Regions from separate parts of the Mus musculus genome. Here region 2 is linked to region 1. Evidence: chromatin contacts called from public Hi-C data. All regions are on one chromosome and are shown on one strand. Each heading gives the region's core, a stretch centred on a gene start, on an enhancer-like site or on the middle of the called end of the contact. The rest is flanking DNA. Distances are from core to core; before and after follow the strand shown.

The links. A called contact is a pair of places that touch in the nucleus more often than the background predicts.
Region 2: a Hi-C map of the G1E-ER4 cell line shows a contact between it and region 1, with 4 times the contacts expected there. The contact joins two enhancer-like sites. A contact is called at or near these places in 2 of 39 promoter capture datasets (cranial neural crest and liver), 6 of 484 Hi-C or Micro-C datasets (the G1E-ER4 cell line, embryonic stem cells, ganglionic eminence and 1 more), 2 of 115 datasets of contacts at active chromatin or transcription factors (VIP interneurons and embryonic hindbrain) and 1 of 9 other capture datasets (embryonic stem cells).

The regions. Positions count from the first base shown.
Region 1 is chr14:66,517,571-66,524,660 of GRCm38.p6, reverse strand. No RefSeq gene overlaps it. Among named protein-coding and RNA genes, the nearest start is that of Gm41184, 49 kb to the right of the region's middle. Within about 2 kb of position 5,165, at least 1 of the 459 cell types and tissues checked has an H3K27ac peak or open chromatin away from gene starts, as enhancers often do. A contact at or near this core is called in the G1E-ER4 cell line, where this site is marked.
Region 2 is chr14:66,781,372-66,787,600 of GRCm38.p6, reverse strand. No RefSeq gene overlaps it. Among named protein-coding and RNA genes, the nearest start is that of Gm5464, 84 kb to the left of the region's middle. Within about 2 kb of position 2,785, at least 18 of the 459 cell types and tissues checked have an H3K27ac peak or open chromatin away from gene starts, as enhancers often do. A contact at or near this core is called in the G1E-ER4 cell line, where this site is marked.

The DNA.
Region 1 (7,090 bases), core at 3,916-6,415:
TTCAGGAGAAACACAGTTTACTCCATAGCATGAGATGTGTCTTTTATGATGGGCTGTGGTCACTGTCACCCATTGTCAGCATTGTCTGAGCAGCATCCCTTATCATTCGTTATCACCAAGAGTTTCCTGTATTTCTTATACCAAAAATAAAAAGAGACTGAGAGTCTAGCTCTGTCAGTAGAGTGATTGCCTAGCATGTGCAAGGCCATTGGCTCAATTCCCAGGACTTGCAGACTGGACATGGTGGAAGCACATCTGTAATCCAGCCTTCAGAGAGTGGATGAAGATCTAAAGTTCAAAGTCATCCATAGCCATGCAGGGAATTTGAAACCAATATGGTATACAGGAAACCTGGCATCAAAGATAAATAGAGCAATTTTAATGGTTATTATGTTCATGTGTAGTTTGAATCTACAATGTTCCCCGAAGGCTTCTGTGTTTGGGGTTTTGTCTTCAGCCTGGCACTGCTGGAAAGATGGCAAAGTCTTGGAGAGATGGAGCCTAGTGAGAAAGGTCTTGTCATGGGGACCTGTCCTCAGAAGGAACGTGGGACCTCAGCCTCTCCTCCTTTTTGTTTCCAGGCATGCGGTGCCAAACTTTGTTCCATTTCACTTTCCCAGTAATGAAAGCAGTGAGTTCAAGTGGACTAAACCCATAAACAATGAGTGGAAATAAACCCTTCTTCTTCATTGCTTTTCTGCCATAGCTGTTAGCTACAGTGTTGGAAAAGTGACCAATAAAAAGATGTATGTATTGCTAGTTACAAGGATGTATATGTGCATGAACGCGTGTGTGCATGTGCTTACAGAGGTCAAGAGAGGGTGTCAGATTGCCTGGAATTACAGAAACCCAAAGAAGGTGTTGGGAAGTAAACTCATTCCTCTAAAAGAGAAGCCAGTGTTCAGAACTGCTGAGCCATCTCTCCAGCCCCATAACACATTATCTCCATAAAACCGAAAAGCAAAGATAGGAAATTAGGAGACACTGGGAGGGCCATGAGTTCTCAGCATAGTGGAGACTGTATGTATGTATGTATACACATACATATACATATGTGTGTGTGTGTGTTGTGTATATATATATATATATATATATATATATATATATACATATATTTATGAAAGCAGAGAATACTCTTAGGTGCTTATATGCCAACAGAGTGTGACCTTGCTGAAGAACCAAACAAGCTATGAGAATTGTTCCCAGAGTGAATTACATAACTGAGACACCCACTTGGCCCTGAGTGTAGGTCTGGGACACCCCCCCCCGCCTCCATTTTCCTTTGGCTCCTGATCTGTATGCCTCTTCTGAGGTCACATTACATTTCTTTGCATGAACATAAGGAGAATATGAATATAAGGGGAGGAGACCTGCAGACCCTACCAGCCACAGGGCATGCTTTAGGTTTTTTTCCTTGCTCCTAGGAGTGTCTTCAGGGCTGAGGAACTACCACCCCCTCAGGAAATAGATTGCTTCACTCTCTTTGCTTGCACATTGCAGACACCACTTGATCTGTTTTCCAGTCGCATAAATGCACCGCAGTGGGAAGGATGGAGGCCAAGTCCCTGTGCTGCTGAGAGCTGAACCCAGCCAGCTCAACTGGCCATTCTGTCCAGCTCTTCAGCTCAGAAGGGAGCCAGGATGTTTGTGTGTGCCCATTTGCCTTCCTAAGCTCTAGCTTGCTGCTTGCTGCTTACTGCTTGCTGGAGTAACAGGCTATGAATTCACAATGGAATCAAACGGCTCCGAGGGCTCCTGTCTTGAACAGCAGCGGCAGGTTCTGTAAAGCCACTAGAAACACAGAGGAAGAGGTCTTATGTAGCAATCAGCTTCCTATGGAACTTCCAGATCCTTTTGTGCCCAATACAGTTGGAAATTTCCAGTGATTGTCACCCTTGTTTCCAGGAGAATCAAAAAGGTTGCAGACTGTGCGATGCAGTTAATGACAGTTTAAAGAACACTGGCAAGCCTGCTGCCCATTTTCTAGGTCTTGGATTTCTTTTTTATTCTTGACACGCAACACATAACAAATAACCTGTCTTGGTTTGAACTGATTAATAGTGACTATGGAATTCTAGTGGTCCCTAGGCCAGTCTTTGTTCCAAGGGAGACATTTTCCTTTGCTGGTGTCATTTAGCTTTGATAACTGTCTCCAGACCACACCCCTTATATGAAAGAACATTTGGCACAATTCTAACAAAGAAAAGCAGCATCCAGGGACAGCTGGTGGCATCCTGACTGCAGATTCCCTGCTCTTTGTGACAGTGTTTGCAAAGCCTGTGGGATGTATGAGCATCACCTCAATTTGAAGCAATTGTTGGGCACTTACAGTGTAGTCGGTAGGCTACTCGAGCTCATTTTACAATCCAATGAAAATAGAAGCTGTGGGAGCTAAGAGTATGCCATAATCTCTGCACAGGGCAAGAGGCGTTCACCCCAGTGTGTCCTCTCTCTATCTATTACCTTTAATGGCCACAGAGGAGACAACGGCTAACCGCCACCCCAAACCTATGCTCTGGTGTTTCATCCCTTTGAATACTACATTAGACAGCTGAATTGTGTCAAATAGCACCTTACGTTGACACAGTTGGCTGTCACAGTCACTGGGGCAAAGGTCAGCCCCTGTGAAGCAATCTTAACAGGTCAAGCAAGGAAAACCCTTTAACCCAGACCTTTGGCCCATTTGTTGAGAACAGAACTGTTGTATCTATACATGTGTACATTCTGCCTTCACACATTTACTCTTTGCTTTTTGTTGGCAGATGGGAATCATGCAGCACACGAGGTTTTACAATGACATTTCCATATCTGTGCACAATCTACTTTAATCTTATTTATCACCCGTTCTTCCGGAGAATTTCCCCCTCTCCTCTTCCTGTCTCTTTATCTCCTAATAAGATCCTTCCTACATTCATGTCTTTAAAATGTTTTATTTCTAGATGTCCATAAAATAAAAATATGATATATTTGTCTGACTCTGACTTCTTCACTCAGCAGAGATTACCAGATTCTCTCATTTTCCCTCAATTTTCATAATATTGTTATTCTTAATGGCTGAATAATACTCAGAGGGGTGGTGTGTGTGTGTGTGTGTGTGTCCCCTAATAAGCGTCAACTGTCAACTTGACACTGACAGCCTAGTGCCATCTGAGAGGAAAATCTCAATGGAGGGACGGCCTACATTAGACTTGCTTTAAGAAAGTCAAGTTAAAATCTAATCCCCTGCAATAATAAGTGAGAGCAGGCCATCTCCTAGAGCAGGTCATCTCCTAGAGCAGGCCATCTTCTAGAGCAGGCCATCTCCTAGAGCAGGTCATCTCCTAGAGCAGGTCATCTTCTAGAGCAGGTCATCTTACAGAGCAGGTCATCTTACAGAGCATGTCATATTCTAGAGCAGGTCATCTTACAGAGCATGTCATATTCTAGAGCAGGTCATCTTACAGAGCATGTCATATTCTAGAGCAGGTCATCTTACAGAGCATGTCATATTCTAGAGCAGGTCATCTTACAGAGCATGTCATATTCTAGAGCAGGTCATCTTACAGAGCATGTCATATTCTAGAGAAGGTAATCTTCTAAGCAGGTCATCTTACAGAGCAGGTCATCTTACAGAAGAAATCCTGTCTGATGAGATGCATGTCAAGTTAATACTCATGCTTGCTCCTGACAACCACACAGTGTGTGGAAGCCTCCGAATTCCAGTTACATTGTCAGGTGATGAGAATTGAAGAAAAGAAGAATCACTTTTCTATTGGAATAAAACAATACTCACAGATTCTAATATCAGGGATGCGTGTCCTGGAGGACATCTCTGAGGTCATTCTTCCCCCCCCCCCCCACGCCAAGGGTTATATTTAAATATTCATTTAGTTCCATGGCCACATTGTGTTTCAGTCAATGTCATCATTGGCAAGTCTAAGTTCAGGATTGTTTATCTTATTTTATTTTATTTCATTTTATTTTATTTGCATTTGTGTATGTGTGAACGCATGCACATGCATGCATGTGTCATGTGCACATGTGTACCTTATTTCCTTGAGATGTGGTCTCTCCCTGAACTTGGAACTATGCTAGCACCGAACAGGACCCAGATTCTCCCATCTCAGTCCTTCACAGCACACACAACCATGCCCAGCTTTATGCTTGGGTGCTAGGGATCTGTATTCTAGTTTCTATGCCTGTGCAGCTCGTGCTTTTACTCATAGATGCATCTCTATGGATCCTGACGTTTGGATTATCAAGAAAAGCGGCCTACAGTCATCATGGATGCTATTACAGATGGAGAAGAAGGCAAATAGAATCTGTTAGCCAAAAAGATCAACCTCATCATGCCGCAGTCGGAAGAGGAGCAGGTGGTGGGGGAGATATCAAAATGGGATGAGAAGATGAAATATTTTGAAAATAGACGGGAACACAAAGATAATAAAGGTTACCAAGAATTCATCTCACAATGACAACTACAATGTCCCTGAGGCTGCTTTCTTGCCTTTGGGCGTTTGGGGCTTTGCTTTACAAAATCCTTTGTGCTTTTAATAGTTTCCCATAAAATTACTTTTATTTTGTGATTGTTTCAAAAGCAATACGTAAGTCATGGGGGTGGGGGAGAAAAAGCACCTTAATGAAAAACAATCCATTTTCCAAACACACAAAGAAATACCCATGTTTAACATTTGATGTTTATATTGATTTTTCCATCCAATGTATTAAGTGACATTTGGAGCAACGAGAAAATAAAGTTCAAAAAGTTCAGACTGGGAAATGAGCACAGTCGATGTGTGAGATCAGGGAACTGATATTTTTCTTCTCAGTTCTCAACACTCATCACAGGCCGTTTTTGTGATGAGAGTTTGGTGGTGCCCCTCACAGGGTGATGCTCCCTGTAGATAGGGAGTCGGGCCCCACAATTAATGGCTCAACCACACAAGACTATCTCCAAACTCAGATGTCAGCTTCAAGCTGTAAGTTAGTGGCAATGGGTCTGACATGGCAGGATACTGAAGGCAGCTATAACATTCACCCCTCCCCGCCAAATTCAATTCATTTGCTAGGGAAGCTCACAAAACACAGGGAAGCGCTTTCCGAACAGTTTTATCAGTCTACTGGATTAACAGGACTTGTTATAGAGAATGCAGATAAAGGACTCGATGAAAAGTCCAGGGAGTGAGATCCAGAAGGACCAAGAGTAGGAGTTCCTATACCATGGGTTTGGGGTACACAGTCCTCCTATTGTGTGGGTGTGTTAGCCACCTAGAAGTCCCACACACCCTGTTCTTCAGAGATTATCCCAGGGGCTTCTTCCCAAAGTGGATCTGAGTTTCCAAGCTTCTAATCACACGATCCTTTTTGTGATGATTCCTTGTCTAAGGGTCCCCAAGGGGATCACAAATTAGAATAGAAGTCACTTCTAGAACCCCTGCAGCTTCTGAAGTGTCAGGTTTCAGGCAGTCCATCAGGAAGCGCATGTATCTTGCACACTAGAGTATCATAGTTGTTTATAGACAACACCTTGTCCTTTCCTGGCAATAGGGCATTGTTTTCATTTTATGTGTATGTGCATTTTGTTTGCATGTATGTTCACCATGTGAGCCAAGTACCCACAGAGGTCAGAAGATGGCATCAGAGCCCCTGAAATTGGAGTTACAGATGTTTGTGACCTGCCATGTGGGTGCTAGGATCTTTGGCAAGAGCAGCAAGGGTTCTTAACTGCAGAGGCACCTCTCCAGCCCCTCAATAAATCACATAAAAATATGCTATCTAAAGACATGAAATTGTTTTGTATTGTTATTATTTGTAATTTTTGTTTTAATTTAGAATGACACAGTGATTGCTTTGCATTATTAAATATTCTGTTAAAATTAATTTTTAATGGGATACTTTGATCTACTTAGTAGTTTCCTGTCATTGGGCATTAATTTGTGTGCTCTAACAAAGAATGTTAATAGTAGAGAATAATCTTTGCACTCAGTGTGTGGCAATTATTTTCATCTATAGCTTACAGATGTGTAACTCACAGAGGTGAAGTATTGGTAGAAAGGATACATTATATTATGTAATCTACCTATGTGTGGGATTATTTTACTGATGATGAAAAATTCAAGGCTGGATGGTATACCTCAGAGGTAGAGTTCTGAGTTAGATGCCCAGAACACAGAAAATATGAAAGCAAAACCAAAACTAATATAAAGATGTAAATTGTTTGTCATTTGCAGATTTGCTACCTTTGATTTAACATACATTATGTAGGAGACATTATTCTCATAGCTTTATGCATGCCTCAGTCTATCAATGAGTTCATAATGGGTTATAAATGCAATTGCATTGATTGATTTTATGCGCGCGCGCGTGTGTGTGTGTGTGTGTGTGTGTGTGTGTGTGTGTGTGTGTGTGTGCGTGCTCATGCCTCTATGCTTCTGTCCACATGTGGACTCAGAGAATAGCTTCCTAAACTGAGTTTTCTCCTTCCAACCTGTGGGTTCCAACGAGCAAAGTCAGGTTGTCAGACTTGACAGCAAGTGCCTTTTCCCAGGAGTATCTTGTCCGCCCTCCTAGGAGCTTTCTAGATGGCCAGCCCTATTGGGATGTATTGGGAAGACACTAGCTCCTGCTATCTGCCTCTACTCAAGTAGATTTTGCCTAAAGAAACACAATGATTGCATCTGTATTTTTTGTTTCAAGCAGAGCTTCCCAGTCCTGATGTAGAAGCCTCTGATATGATAATGTCCACGGCCATGTCAAACCAGGCAGTCGGAGCACCGATAGTTTTTGAGGTATCTAAATATTCCGTGTATTCAAAGACTGCTTTCATTCCTAAATTAGTTCTTTTTGAGGGTCCGAATTTTTCCAAGAACAGCACAAATAATGGGTTGTTCATGTTATTGAATTCCCTGTGTCTTAGATAATCAATGTTTATAGGACAAGGTTCTCTGAGCTGATGGAAATACAGTCAGAAAGTGCTGGGTTTTCCTCATATTTTCTTTATAGTTTTATTTAATGTTACTATGTACTCTGCTTGCAATTTATTATCTTGAAAGGGCTTTTTGCTGGAATCACATCTTGCTTTGATATGTTACCATAGCAAAAAAAAATAGCT
Region 2 (6,229 bases), core at 1,536-4,035, 270 kb before region 1:
TTGGTCAGTGTTAGTTACAGTAACTGAAAGGCAAACTAGATCACTGCAGTCAATGTTATTTGCAAGACAAAGTTGATACCTTGTTTCGATTTTCATTTTGAGCAGTTTACACCTGGGCTAGCTCTAAGTATCTTCTGATGTATAACGTTAGTTTTGTGTCTATACAGCAGCCTGTTAAATCATTTGGGGCTTGTGTCCATATGCTCTGTGCTGCAGAGTGGTTTAGTTACAGAGCAGAAGAATTGTCTATTTGAAAGTCTAAATGGACTCACCCATAAAACTGTCAGAACCTGGACCTGTTACTGGTTATAAATATGTCCAATTAAAGGAGCATTTGATTTATATCATATACGAAGAGTGAAAAAAAAAGAGTTAAAACTTGGGCATATTGATGAGGTCTCCTTAAGATAATAAAGCCCCCCCCGACAATTATAAGAAAACATGGATGTCATTAGCTCCCTGGCTTGGGGTTGTCATGTGCCCCTCAGCTCAGCTTCTGTTTGGGGGATGGAGAGTGGATTTGGTTGGATTCATGAATGCACACAATGCCACTGAACCATATGCTTAGAAATGGTTAAAATGGAAACTCTTAGACCGTGCAGTTCTCCTGCAGTGAGTGGAGAGCAGCCTGGGGAACCACATCCACAAAGCCATCGGAAGGGGCAGTGGTGGGTGACTCAAGGGGGATGGGGGAGGGAAGGAGAAGCGGGATAAAGGGACTCTAAGGAGGTGACTTGGGTTTCTGTTGCTTTAATGAAAACACCATGACCAAAAAGCAAGTTGGAAAGAAAGGGGTCTATTTGGCTTACATTTCCATATCCCTCTTCATTGCTGAAGGAACTCAAGCAGGGCAGGACCCTGGAGGCAGGAGCTGATGCAGAAGCCACGGAGAGGTAGGCACTGCTTACAGCTTGCTCCCTTGGCTTGCTCAGCCTGCTTCCTTATAGAACCCAGGACCACAGCCCAGGGATGGCACCACTGGTTGAGAAAATGCCCTACAGCTGGATCTCATGGAGGCATTTCCTTCACTGAGGCTTTTTCCTGCGTGATGATTCCAGCCTGTGCCAAGTTGACACAAACCCAGCCACAGTACAGGTGGTAAAATGATTCTGTCATGGGGGATAAATGACATCCAATGTTTGGACAAACCTCAGGACTATACAGCTTGGAATGAAGTGTGCCTTACACGGGCCTTAGTGACAATAATGCATAAATACTAATTCATCCACTGCAACAGACACACCACACCTGCAAGATGTGAATGATAGGAAACAGAGAAGGAGGTAGAACATAACCTCTACATGCCTTGCTCACTTGAAGACAAAGTCTATTCATTATTATTTATAAAGCCGCCAGAAGAAGACACGTGAGCAAAAAACAAATGTAAGAATTTTGGCACAAGAGGACAGTGGAGGGAAGCCCAAAGGAAAAAACTCTAGGTAAGAATTTACTATTATTAATTATTATTTTTAATTTTCCAAGTACAGATGTTTTGGAAAATTAAAAATGAATATATATACATACAGAATTCTTCAGGCATGAAATGCTGAGAGAGTGTATTGATAGCACTCTCAGCCTGCAGAACTGTCAAAGCAAATCCCTTAGCTGGGGAGAGAATGACATCAGATAGAAATATGAACGCAGAGTGAAGGAGATAGTTGGGAGGGCACCTCAAAATAAAAGACTAAGTGGTGCGTTCCAAAGGCTCACACTAGGCCAGATTCAGGGGTGCATGGGGTAGGCCAAGCAGAACTAACTGCGTTGCTTTAGATCAGTGGTTCCTGACCTTCCTAAAGCTGCGACCCTTTAATACAGCTCCTCATGTTGTAGGGACCCCTCCCCCCAACCATAAAAGTATCTTCACTGCTACTTCATAACTGTAATTTTGCTACTGTTATAAATCATAATGTAAATAGTTTCGGAGACAGAGGTTCGCCAAAAGGGTTGTGACCCACAGATTGAGAACTGCTGGTTCAGATGTTAGTTTCTTCCTTGATCAGGTAAGGTACGGCGTCACTGTGGGTGTGCATCACTGTGGGTGTGCATCACTGTGGGTGTGCCGGTCAGCCTGGGATCCACATGGTGGAATGAGAGGACCAGCTACAGAAACTTGTTCCTTGACCTCCACATACGCGGTGGCACACACCCCTTCCTACATACATAAATAAAAATGCAATGAAAATCCACAGGAAATTATTTTATCATATCTCTGGGGAGTCCGGTCCGAAACGGAGGCCCTGGCTGGGTGGGATTCTTTTGTGTCTCCCTAACTGTGCAAGGCGTGTCTCCCTATGTCTTCCTTCTGTCTATGCCTGTTTGCTTCATCGTCAAAGGACACTAGACATATTAAATTAGGGCCCATCTCAAAGATCTCATTTTAGCGTAAAGCAGTCACAGTCAGAGGGGCTGGGAGTTGGGTCTTCAAAAGACACTTAAGGGTGTCAGCTTAAAGCTATTTGGGCGGTCTGTGGCGTGCTCTGCATCCTGGCCAGCAGAGGGCGCTGATGCCTGCATTGAAGCTTCAGAGAATGAGTTAGAGGAGCATTTCTGTCTTGGAGAAAGCTTCTGGGAGCCCAGCTTGCTCTTGTCCTATGTACACCCAAGTTTCCTTGTGTACCCTACTTCGTTACAAATGGTAAGAAATAAATGGTCATAACCTACTCCCTCTCTCTCCGTGTGTGTGTGTGTGTGTGTGTGTGTGTGTGTGTGAGAGAGAGAGAGAGAGAGAGAGAGAGAGAGAGAGCGCAAACAAGAGCAGGCAATCGGATACACATTGCACACAGGCCAGAGGTTTATGCTGTGTATCCTCTTTAATGGCTCTCCACCTTATCGCTGGGAGCCTGTACTTCACAGATTAGGTTAGGCTGGCTAGCCAGAGACCGCTGGGGGTCCACCCCTGTCTCCTCCCCTCTAGCATAGGGCTTACAGGTCAGGGGTCAGTACTCACCCTTTGCACAGGTTTTGGGAATCCAGACCCAGGTTTTCATGTTTGTGTGGTAAGCACTCGACCGACTGAGTCATCACCTTGCTTTCTATATGTGGGAGCTTCCAGTGTGGTGAAGTGTGTCTGCTGTCTTTGAACCCTTCAATGGCCTTTTCTGTTTCCAGAAAACATTTCTCCCTAGATACCATCTCTCTCAGGATTCTGTTTACTCTCTCTTCCAGCAATTCACACTCTGTCTCCGCCCACCTGGCAATTACCAACAAGTTACATAAATTGGTCTCCTTACCTATCATTGCATGTGGGAGGTAGTTTGCCCTGGGTACATGCCGTCCTCTGTAAAGGACAGAGGCTTATGAAATGCTGTCACAGCAGAACTTTAGAAGTACTGGAAGACAGATAAGAAAGCCCCCGTGAGCATGTCCCACCAAAGCAGCTGCTTTCATTTTGCAGACGGCTTCTCATTTCTTAGTTGTACGGTTATAAGTTTTACTTCTGTATCTGTGAGGATGCATGCAAGAAAGCACAGACGATGTGTGTGGACGACGATTTCATGTAAAGAACAGGCTGCACATGAAACTGTAAAAGTAAAAGACCATGGATGTGAGAGACTGGAAGCTTGAAGGAGGCTCTCTGTGCAGCAGAGACTGACATCATCCGAACCACTCGTGAGACAGCATGAAATGTAGCGTTGTGTAACGTAACGTAGCGTAGCGTAGCGTAGCGCTGGAAGTTTGGGAAGAGTCTAGAAGCTGAAGTAAATGTGGCCACTATGGTGAAGTGTCATTGCTACACAGGGCTGGCAGGAAGGAGGGGCAGAATCCTTCTCCATCCAGCTGATCTCCCTCTACTGCCTCCTACTGGCAGAAGCTAGCAACAAGTCCACTGACAGGAGAAATAGCATTTGCAGGAGTCGAGTTCTTACATTGTAGAGCCCAGGATAGAGGGGAGGTTTTGGAGATGACAGATACGAGTTTAACAGCATAAGTTACCATTTAATCAGCATCCACATTCACGTGTGAGCATCCGAATATCACCAGTAGTAACTGTTATGTTTTGGCCTCATCAGATGACATACCATCTTCATATAAGTAAGACCCAGACTCTCCCCATAAAAGACCAAGAAGCTGAAGTAGCTCCCCGTGGACAAAAATGGAACAATAGGAAGTACAAAATGACTAAGTACACTTTGAACTAGCCAATAGATAACTTAATTTTTTTTCTTTTTGAGGCTATGTCCAACTATGTAGCCTGGGCTAACCTGAACAGACTATGGAAACCAGGCTGGCCGGGAACTCGCAGAACTCCACTTGTCTCTGCCTCTTGAGTGCTGGGACGAAAGGTTTGCAGCGCTATGCTGTTGTGTGACTATTCCTGGGAAGAGGTGAATAAATGTGCACACTCACCCTGGCTGATGACCATTGTCATCAGGAAAGACACCACCAAAATCTACTTTGGTGAACTAATGAGATTATTGGGCTCACTTACAGGAATATGAGCAAGAGCTTACTTACAGAGGTAGTCATAGCACAAGGACAGCTATGTCACCAAATACTCACCCAAGCATGGGTGACAGCTCACAAAGCTGGGGACCTGCAGCATGCTGCACAGCCTGTGGGGCAGCTCAACAGGTTGGAGAGTGTCTCTTCCAGGCACTTAGATCTGAGATTCTTCTGGGCAGCTTGGGTGGCCTCTGTCACTTTTGGGCAGCTCAGATTCTCTCAGAATGTATCCTGCTTCTATCCATTTGGGGAGGGAGGGACCTAGAATAGTTAGTCATTTTCAGGGACTTCCTGAAGTCATTGAATTGTTTACTTTGAGACCAGTGAGCTTCCTTGAGGGATGGAATGTTTACCTCCCTTTAGAACATCCCACGTCTTAATGAGATTCCCTCCAATATGGGAGATTTTATCTGGGAGGAAATTTCTGTACAATACACAATTAACCTACTTTTTAATTACAACCCAAAACACAGATGAAGACCTACTGAGAGATGGGTGATTAATAGATATAAATACAGCTCTCAGCCATCATTGGGAAGAGAGGTCCCTTGGTCTTGCAAAGTTTATATGTCCCAGTACAGGGGAAAGCCAGGACCAAGAAGTGGGAGTGGATGGGTAGGGGAGCAGGGCGGGGGGAGAGTATAGGGGACTTATAGTATAGGGGATAGCATTTGAAATGTAAATGAAGAAAATATCTAATAAAAAAATTAAAAAAATAAATACAGCTCTCTTTTTTTTTCTGTTTCCATTTCTGTGCATATGTGTACACCTGTGTGTTCCTGTGTTTGTGCGCATTCATGGATGCCCAAGGTTGGTGTTAGGAATCATCTTCCATCTCTCTTCCACCTTGTTATCTGAGACTGGATCTCTCCATCAAACCCACAGCTCACTAATATGTCTAGTCTCCCTAGTCACCATGCTCTGGGAACTCCTTGTCTCCTTCTTCCCGAGGCTGGAGTTACAGGAGAGCTCCTGTGATTACACACCCTGCTGGCATTTATCTGGGACCTCATGCTTTATGTGGTAAGCGCTTTAACCAATGAGCCATCTCCCAGCCTATGACAACTCTTCTTACAGAGTAATTCTGATGGCATATGTGAACACTGGCCACCTCTTGAGAGGAAGCACGCCATTCTCTCTACCCCATCTTTTAAGGTTGATCTGGACCTTGTGACTCACTTCAAGTGAACACACAGTGAGAAGGAAACAGTAGCAACTCGGCAGTGGTGAAAGTGGTGCACATGGCCTTAACCACAAGATGAAGGGAAACACATCCATCTCTAGTGATACCATGTGGCAGCTCTGGCCCCTGTTGTAACACTTTGACAAGAAGGACACTTGGTGGCATTCTTTCTTAAATCCACAACTCCAGGAGACAGCATGAAGTTTAAACATGAAGAAAAAAAAAAAAGACAGAAAATCCTTAACCAAGCGACACTTTTTAAAATTTATGATGATCACTCTTCATGAAAAGCAAATGGGGCTAAGAGACTGATGAGACATGACAACAGAACCCACATTGGATCCTAGAATAGAAAAAATAATACTAATGGAGGAGAACTGAAACCTGAGTCAAGCTCAGGTTTAGTTATTAGTAATGGAGCAGAACTGGGTTCTTGGTTTGAAAAATGTCCCCCAGCAATGAAAGATGGTGACATTAGGGGACACCTGGTAAAAGACAGTGGTATACAAGCTCTCTCTACTATCTGCATTATATCCTAACATAAAAAATGTTCTTGCCCAAACAGTCTTTTTTATCTTCCTTTTTTTTCAGCCCAGGACCTAA